2 separate regions of the Sus scrofa genome follow, and region 1 is linked to region 2. A link is a contact called in public HiChIP or PLAC-seq data. All regions are on one chromosome and are shown on one strand. The core of a region is the stretch at or near the end of the contact, and the rest is flanking DNA. Distances in the headings are between cores, read along the strand shown.

The links. HiChIP or PLAC-seq counts read pairs in DNA pulled down with a chosen protein or histone mark.
Region 1: an H3K27ac HiChIP or PLAC-seq map of alveolar macrophages shows a contact between it and region 2. The contact joins two enhancer-like sites. A contact is called at or near these places in 2 of 5 promoter capture datasets (fetal liver and liver), 2 of 47 Hi-C or Micro-C datasets (epiblast stem cells and skeletal muscle) and 2 of 2 datasets of contacts at active chromatin or transcription factors (alveolar macrophages and skeletal muscle).

The regions. Positions count from the first base shown.
Region 1 is chr11:64,372,575-64,376,249 of Sscrofa11.1, reverse strand. No RefSeq gene overlaps it. Among named protein-coding and RNA genes, the nearest start is that of ABCC4, 65 kb to the right of the region's middle. Within about 2 kb of position 2,094, at least 12 of the 83 cell types and tissues checked have an H3K27ac peak or open chromatin away from gene starts, as enhancers often do. A contact at or near this core is called in alveolar macrophages, where this site is marked.
Region 2 is chr11:64,292,419-64,296,029 of Sscrofa11.1, reverse strand. The region is part of intron 1 of ABCC4 (multidrug resistance-associated protein 4); the gene reads left to right. Among named protein-coding and RNA genes, the nearest start is that of ABCC4, 16 kb to the left of the region's middle. Within about 2 kb of position 1,594, at least 40 of the 83 cell types and tissues checked have an H3K27ac peak or open chromatin away from gene starts, as enhancers often do. A contact at or near this core is called in alveolar macrophages, where this site is marked.

The DNA.
Region 1 (3,675 bases), core at 845-3,344, 80 kb before region 2:
AACCAGGACACAAGGAGCACCCCACAAGTTCCCCCACCATGACCCTCTGGTTTCTACACCACCAATCACCAGGCTCCCAGCTTTTAACAACACAGGTCAGCTTTGGTTTCAAAACTGTTTCAACGCTTTAAAATGAGGATTCAAATACAAACTTCTCAGGGTTGTCGAGATGATTCATTTATCCATTCAGCAGATATTTACAGAGTGGGAGTGCTTACTTTAGGTAGGTTGCTATGAACAAGAGAGAGAAAATCCCAACCCAGAGTGTAATTAACAAATGTGTGTGAAAAGCAAGCACAGCGCTTGGCACATACCTGATACCCAATAATTGCTCCGTGTTTGCACCCTCCTCTCCCAACCTACTGCCTATCCTGTAAGCAGCCTCTTCTCTACTTTCAAATGGGACCCCATCTGGCTAGTAGAGCAGAGATTCCACAGATCAGAGATTCCACTAGGGTCCAGTGAGCACAGAGCAATCCAGGCAACCCCTCCTCCGAAACATGTCTGAGCTTAGGGCAAGTGCGGTGACTTGGTCTCTCCGTCTTTCTATCTATGAGGAATGTTGTTTATCCCGTTACATATTCCCTTTATTCTACTTTATCTTTAGCCTGCCTGTCGGATGAGCAGAGGACTTATTAGCTACATTTAATATATCCTATTAGGGTTGCTTATACTTCATAAGCTACTTGCTTACCTACTATCTGTACTTAACTCTGAGTTTCATCTGTTCTGCCTGTTTTTCCTTTTCTCTTCCTTCCTTTCTTTCTTTTTTTAATGGCCACATCCACAGAATATGAAAATTCCCAGGGCCAGGAATCCTGGGGAAGCTGTGGTTTCAAACCCAAGCCTCCACAGCTATCCAAGTCACTGCAGTCAGATCTTATCCCACTGCGTCACAATTCAGTTCTAACTTTTTCTCGTCATCTAAGCCTAATTGACTGCTGCCAAAGAATACAGCAAAGCACATCATAGTACTTGAGAAGCAGGCTTTGTTCTCTATTCCCAGCATTCGTGGTCATGGAGCAGAGGTTTGGGGAAGACAAAGCACCTTCATATTGTCCTGAAATCAACCCAGGCAGGGAGATCAGTGGTAACCTCCCCAGAGGAGTCAGGGAAAAGCTATCAAACACACAAGTAAAGAGTAAGTGTGTAATGGGCTTTGAGAGTAATCTCTTATATTGGACAGTGAAGTGGAGAATATATATGGAAAGATCTGTTTTCACCATGCTATATATATCTGAAAATTGCTACTATCAGAGTATTTCATGCATGCTTGTACTTCTTCTTCTTACTTTTCTTTTTTCAGTTTTTTAAGGCCATACTTGCGGCATATGAAGTTCCCAGGCTAGGGATCTAATCAGAGCTACAGCTGCCGGCGGAATCCGAACCGGACCTACACCACAGCTGAGGACGAGGCCAGATCCTTAACCCAATGAGCGAGGCCAGGGATCGAACCTGTGTCCTCATGAATACCAGTCGGGGTTGTTACCACTGAGCCATGGTGGGAACTCCATGCATGCTTATACTTCTGTCTTTGAATCATGCAAAGAAAAGAGGCATCCGCACTACATTAATAGTAAAACACTCCAGCCCATTTTTGCTCCTGTGATCCTCCCCTTTTCCATTTCTGTTGGCATATATACTTCCTGTTCCTGCCATGAGTCAGTTAAAATGGGAACATGAATTTTCTTTGAGCATTATGATGTTATTCTGTTAAAGAAAAGAAAAAACTGCTAGAGCTGCAGTCACCCCAAATAAAGCACTGATGTTCCCCAAATACAGTAAATGTAGCACGGGTCCCTACAGTTGCATGGATTGGCCACGAGATGACGCCATGCACAAGTAAGACACAATGGCTACTGCCTCGCACAGGCTGCTTAGCGGCTTTGGGTCCCACGGAGGGGTGCTGACCCTGAGAAGAATGAGGAGCAGCAAGAAGTGAAGGCTGAGGACCTGAGAACGTGGGGGCGGTGCAAAGTAGAAGTAGGGAGTGTAGACCTTGGGATCAAATGGCTTGCTTCCCACCTTCCTAGCCCATGGCCTTGGGCACCTTCTATTTAGAGTCTCGCTGAGAACGTGAGAGGACCTGCTCAGGGTAGGTCACTCCGTGGGAAAGAAAAGGAACGATGCTGTCAGCACCAAGCACAGCACTCACTAAACACACAGCACTTATCGGAAGCTGGAACAGGGTAGAAATTCAAGACAGTGTTATGTTCATTAAGGGGAAAACAGTAACGAGGCTTTGATGCACAAAGAACTTTCATTTCAGCTATTGCTAATATTTCTCATTTTGCAGAAAGGGGAACAAAAGCCTCATCTATTCAGTGGATTTATCCACAGCTGGTACATAAAGCCCCTGAAAAGTATTGTCTGCCCTCTGTCCTCTCCATGTGTCAGCAATGTATCAGAGAAAGTATTGTGGAATGAGGTGCTTGTTCCTCCGGCACAGCCACAATTGTGAAGACTGGGTTTTGCTCCCATCTCCCAACCAACCAGCTACTGATCTTATTAAAAAGTATAAGGAACAGTTCGGGGGGCGGTGGTTTCAGGTTATGGATTTAATGATTTCTTTATTTTGAAGAAGAGGAAGGAAAAGAACTAAGAAATTTCATGAGTCATACGTGGCATGACTGATTTTTTACCCCTTTCTTTTCTTTCTATATGCGTGTAAAGGCAAAGACGCAATTGCCTTCACAGCATGGATTGTTAATAGATCCCTTTCCCATTTTAAAATTAATTTTTAAATACGTTAGTGCACCATTAACAATATATCAATTGAGCAAAAGACAGAGATTTCTAAGAAAAAAACTAATAACTGACATTCTGTTATTCATTTTGAACAAAAGCTGTGGTTTCAGAAAGATGTTTCATTTCTTCAAAAATAAAAAGGTAACCAAGGCTTATTTTTCAGGATGCTTATTTACTCAGTCATAAATTTCTGCAGCGCACACTAGAAGGCTTGACTTTCTGGTCTGTCTCTGGTAGAGGAAGTAGAAATGTGGTTTCAAATTACAGAAATTTACGAAGGAGGAAAAATAAATCTTCCTTCCCACACTTTGCCATGATCTCCAGGGGTGCTCTGGGTTTTATCCAAGACTCACCTGGAGGTCAGGGCACAGGTGGGTGTCAAGCCCTCTGTTCTCTCGTTTGCTCTGCAGCCTGGGGCCACCTGGAGCCAGGTTGCTATAAGCCCTGAGAATTAGGACACTCTTTGCTACCACAGCATACACCAGCTAAGGCTGACTGATACACCGGAATTCCAGCCTACTTTCCCCCTCCATGAAGGAGCCACTTGGGCGACTTTCCCAAGGCAATATTCTGCACCTTCTCTCTGGTATCAGGTCACTGGGGAAAGTCCAGAGCTACTTCCTTTGCTGCCAATTCAGGACACCCAGAATTCTCCCTCTTACAAAGCTGTTTCAGTGAAAACCACACCTTTAGTCACCAGCTGAGTCTGTGTCTTTGTGTGTCAGCCCACTCAAAATACGTTTGTTTGTTTTTCATTTTTGGCCACCCTGAGGCATAAAGAATTCCCCCTCCAGGGGTCAGATCCCAGGCTCAGTCATGACCGAAGCTGCAGCAACATCAAATCCTTAACACACTTGGGATTGCATCGCAGTGCTCCTGAGATGCTAATTCTGCTTCGCTCCAGCGGGAACTCCCTCAATTTTTTTA
Region 2 (3,611 bases), core at 345-2,844:
GGAGCAAGGATTCCTCACGGCCTTACCCTCTACTCTGTCTGCTCAACATAGACCTGCCCCCACATATTTTTTCAGTTGAATTCAGGTGTGGTCCCCCAAACTCTTCATACACAGAGCCAATCTTCATAAACCCTGCAGGGTGCTCTGCCTGGAAGGAGAGCGCATTCCGCCCCGGCCAGGCGGGCCAGGGCCAGGCATTTAATGTTCTAGAATTTTTTGCTCTAGAAATTAGATTACTCATTGATGCTGTTAGTTCCCCAGACATGGGAATGTCTTTAGCTTGAGACCGGCCAGTGTAAGCACCATGGTTCTGTGAGGCTATGAGGTAACTCAGACTCCTCCCCTGAACTTTTCCACTACATGCAAATTCACCAAGTTATTTTGCTTTTGGGAAAACCCCATGCAAGTCCTTAGTGTATCTGATATTAAGAGCTGAAAAAAAGAGATGGCTCTGTTTTGTCAGGCAAGCTCAAAATCCTCTTTTTTCTTTCCCCTTAGAATATGACATAGTCCTAGTTTTTCCTTAAATATTTTAAAGGGAACATTAGTCCCTAGGAGTAAGCCACATTAGGATCCCTCTCTCTCCACCTTCCCTCTCTTGGGTGGATTTTGGTCATCTCTGCTAGGAGCCGCTCAAAGTAAATCAAAGTCTTTTTTTTTTTGCTTTTTAGGGCCTCAGCGTGGCATATGGAAGTTCCCAGGCTAGGGATCCAATTGGAGCTGCAGCTGCCGGTTTACACCACAGCCACAGCAATGTAGGATCCGAGCCATGTCTGTGACCTACACCACAGCTCACAGCAATGCCGGATCCTTAACCCACTGAGCAAGGCCAGGGATTGAACCCACATCCTCATGGATGCTAGTTCGATTCGTTGCCACTGAGCCACCAAGGGAACTCCTAAATCGAAGTCTTATTAAAGGAAATCGCGCAGGGCTGCCTCACCACAGATCCTCGGGAGGGCTTCCTTTCCTGTAAGGGGGAGACGCATTTTCTAAGAAAGCCTGCCAGGAAGGACGAGGTGCAGCAGGAAGGAATCCCGCAGGGCAGCAGACACACCATCTCAGAGCAGGGAATTCGTCTCTGATTTCTGGGAACTGCCCTTTTTAGTGAGGGCAGAACCAAGTGAGTAAATAGCAGCTACTGCTCAACTTGGGTGTTGGCCTGTGGCAAGGGCGGGGGGTAGGTGGGGTGCGCCAGGGTCACGTTGGTTAGATTGAACTTGACCCGCAAACTGCAGATGAACCTGAGGCAGGCTTTGCCATTCTGACTTCCAGTCACCTCAGGCTAATTCTCCTAGAAAGTCTTAACTCTGAGAATCTGGCGACAGAGGAGCCCGGGCCATTTGAGGAGAACTAGCCCAGGGTCACAGACAGCCGGTCTGGTTCAAAGCCATGTGTGGTTTCCTCCCTTTCACGTGTTGAGCTTGAATTCCTGGCAAGAATTTCAAGGCAGGAAGGGGGGAGCCTGAGCAGGGCTGCGGCGCCCTGTGTGTGGAAGGACCCGCCGCGCCAAGCCTGGTGGAGGGTGTAGACCTCAGGGAGGCCGGCCTGGCCTCCAGGGTGGTGGTCACAGGGCAGGAAGTGGGCCGCGCCTCGGCCCCTGGGGCCCCGGGGAGCTTGGTCTGACGTCTCACTCCCCGCTTCCGGCCGCTTCTGTGCTCACTTCAGGCCCCTTTCTGGCTCCAGCTCCTGCCGTGCTCTGGGTTCTCTGGAACTCTCTCTGCTCCTCCTCCTCCCGCCTCAGAAGGTTGGCCCCATCTACTGGGTTCCACCAACATCTACATGCAGTGAGGTTTGGTGATCTTTGAAGACGCGGGTTGAGGATCAACAGGGGAAGGCCTTGCCCCTCCCCTGCCCCTTCCTCCTCCGCGCCCCTCCCTCTGCGGTAGGAGGCAGTGCCTCACCTCCTATGGACACAGCCACTCAGTTTTTCTTTTTCTTTCTTTTTTTTTTTTTTTTGTCTATCTTTGAGGCATGCTGAAGTTCCCCGCGCCAGGGTTCAAACCCAAGCCATAGCTGTAAGCTACAACCAGAGACACAGCCGTGACAACCCTGGATCCTTAACCCACTGAGCCACAAGAGAGTTCCCAGCACAGCCACTCTGACCACTCCAGGACCTGCTGAGACTTTCAGGAATATTTTTATACATTATGCAGATTCCTATGTTACCAAATAACATTTGTAAAAGTTTGGCCAAGTGTAGCCTCTTTCTTTGCCCCCAGCTAAGGAAACGGGAGGTGCACAGAGGTAAAAACATCTCTGGGCCCAAAGCAGTACAATGTAGTAAGTGGGGGGGGATGGTGCTGTCTGAGCTTCAGAGGTTGAGGGTTGAATGTGGCGGAGGTCCTTGGAAGGCAGGGGAGGGAGAGTTACATTGAGTTTGAGGAGCTGGTGTGATCCAGGAACAGAACAGGTGGGGCTTCTATAAACTACATTGTTTCTTAGATTGTGCAGAAATTCTCTTTGATTCTTAAATCTCTTAAGAAGTGCACCTCCAAAGCATATTGCATGCCCTACAGGTGTGGGCTTCTTCCTAGACTTAGCAATCTGGTGTCAGTGTTCCCACCCAATCTTTATTTCTGAAGTGTCCCCTGGTTCCTGACAGATTTTTGACTTGATTGTAGAGAAAAGATTTTGTGTTCTTTGTAGCCAGGTCTTCTGACAGGCCATGATCCTATGCATTGCACTTGCATCTTTTATTTTGGAAGGAAATGACTTGGTGTAGCAGCCTTCCCACCCAGAGGGGGGAAAAACATACCTAGAGTTGATACAAAAACAGATTAATAGTAAAATTTTTGATCGCTTGAGGTCGTGGAGCTGCTTTCTCTCTTTTTTTTCTTTAATTTTCCTTTTCGGAGTTTCTTGTGGTACAGTGGGTTAAGGACCTGGCATTGTCCTTACAGGGGCTTGGGTTTCTGCCGTGGCGTGGGTTCGATCCCTGGCCTGAAATTTCCACAGGGGAGTTTAGATTTTCCTTTTCACCTGTACCAGAGGGCAACTTTTGGTTTGCTTAGGACAGTCCTGGTTTACACTCCTTATCATATTGTATTTATTAACCACACCCTGTTTTACTACTAAGAGTATCTTACGTTGGATGGTAAATAATATCACCGCTGTAATGGAGCTGAAGTTTGTATTCCATAAAATGTGCCCCTCCCCCATGCCGTGGAGTCTGGGCAGGAGCTTGGACAGGGTGATGGCTACACTTTGACCAAGCTGGCGAAAACTAGTGAAAATCTATTACTAACCCCACTTGAGCAGGTATCCTCCTAAGACAGCCCTTGACCTGTGGTTTGTGCATGACGTGATGGCTATGAAAGCTACAGGGAGAACGGGTCCTCCTTGAGGTGGCACCTGGCAGGCCCGGTGGGTGGCGTCTGGTTGGGTGGTCCTGCTGGGCTGTGGGAACTGGGGTAATGAAGACAGTCATGGGGAAGTCTCTTGTCATGGTCCAGTCCGGGGGAGTATAGGGGTCCCCTGAAGATGTGTGTGTCCAGCCAGTGAAGGCGCTTAGCTCTAGCAGAGAGGGCCAGCTGAATAGGAAGCCGAGGCCAGGGGACCATGAGGCCCCAGGGAAGTCCTGGGTCAGGTGGAGAGGCCCGCAGGCACGC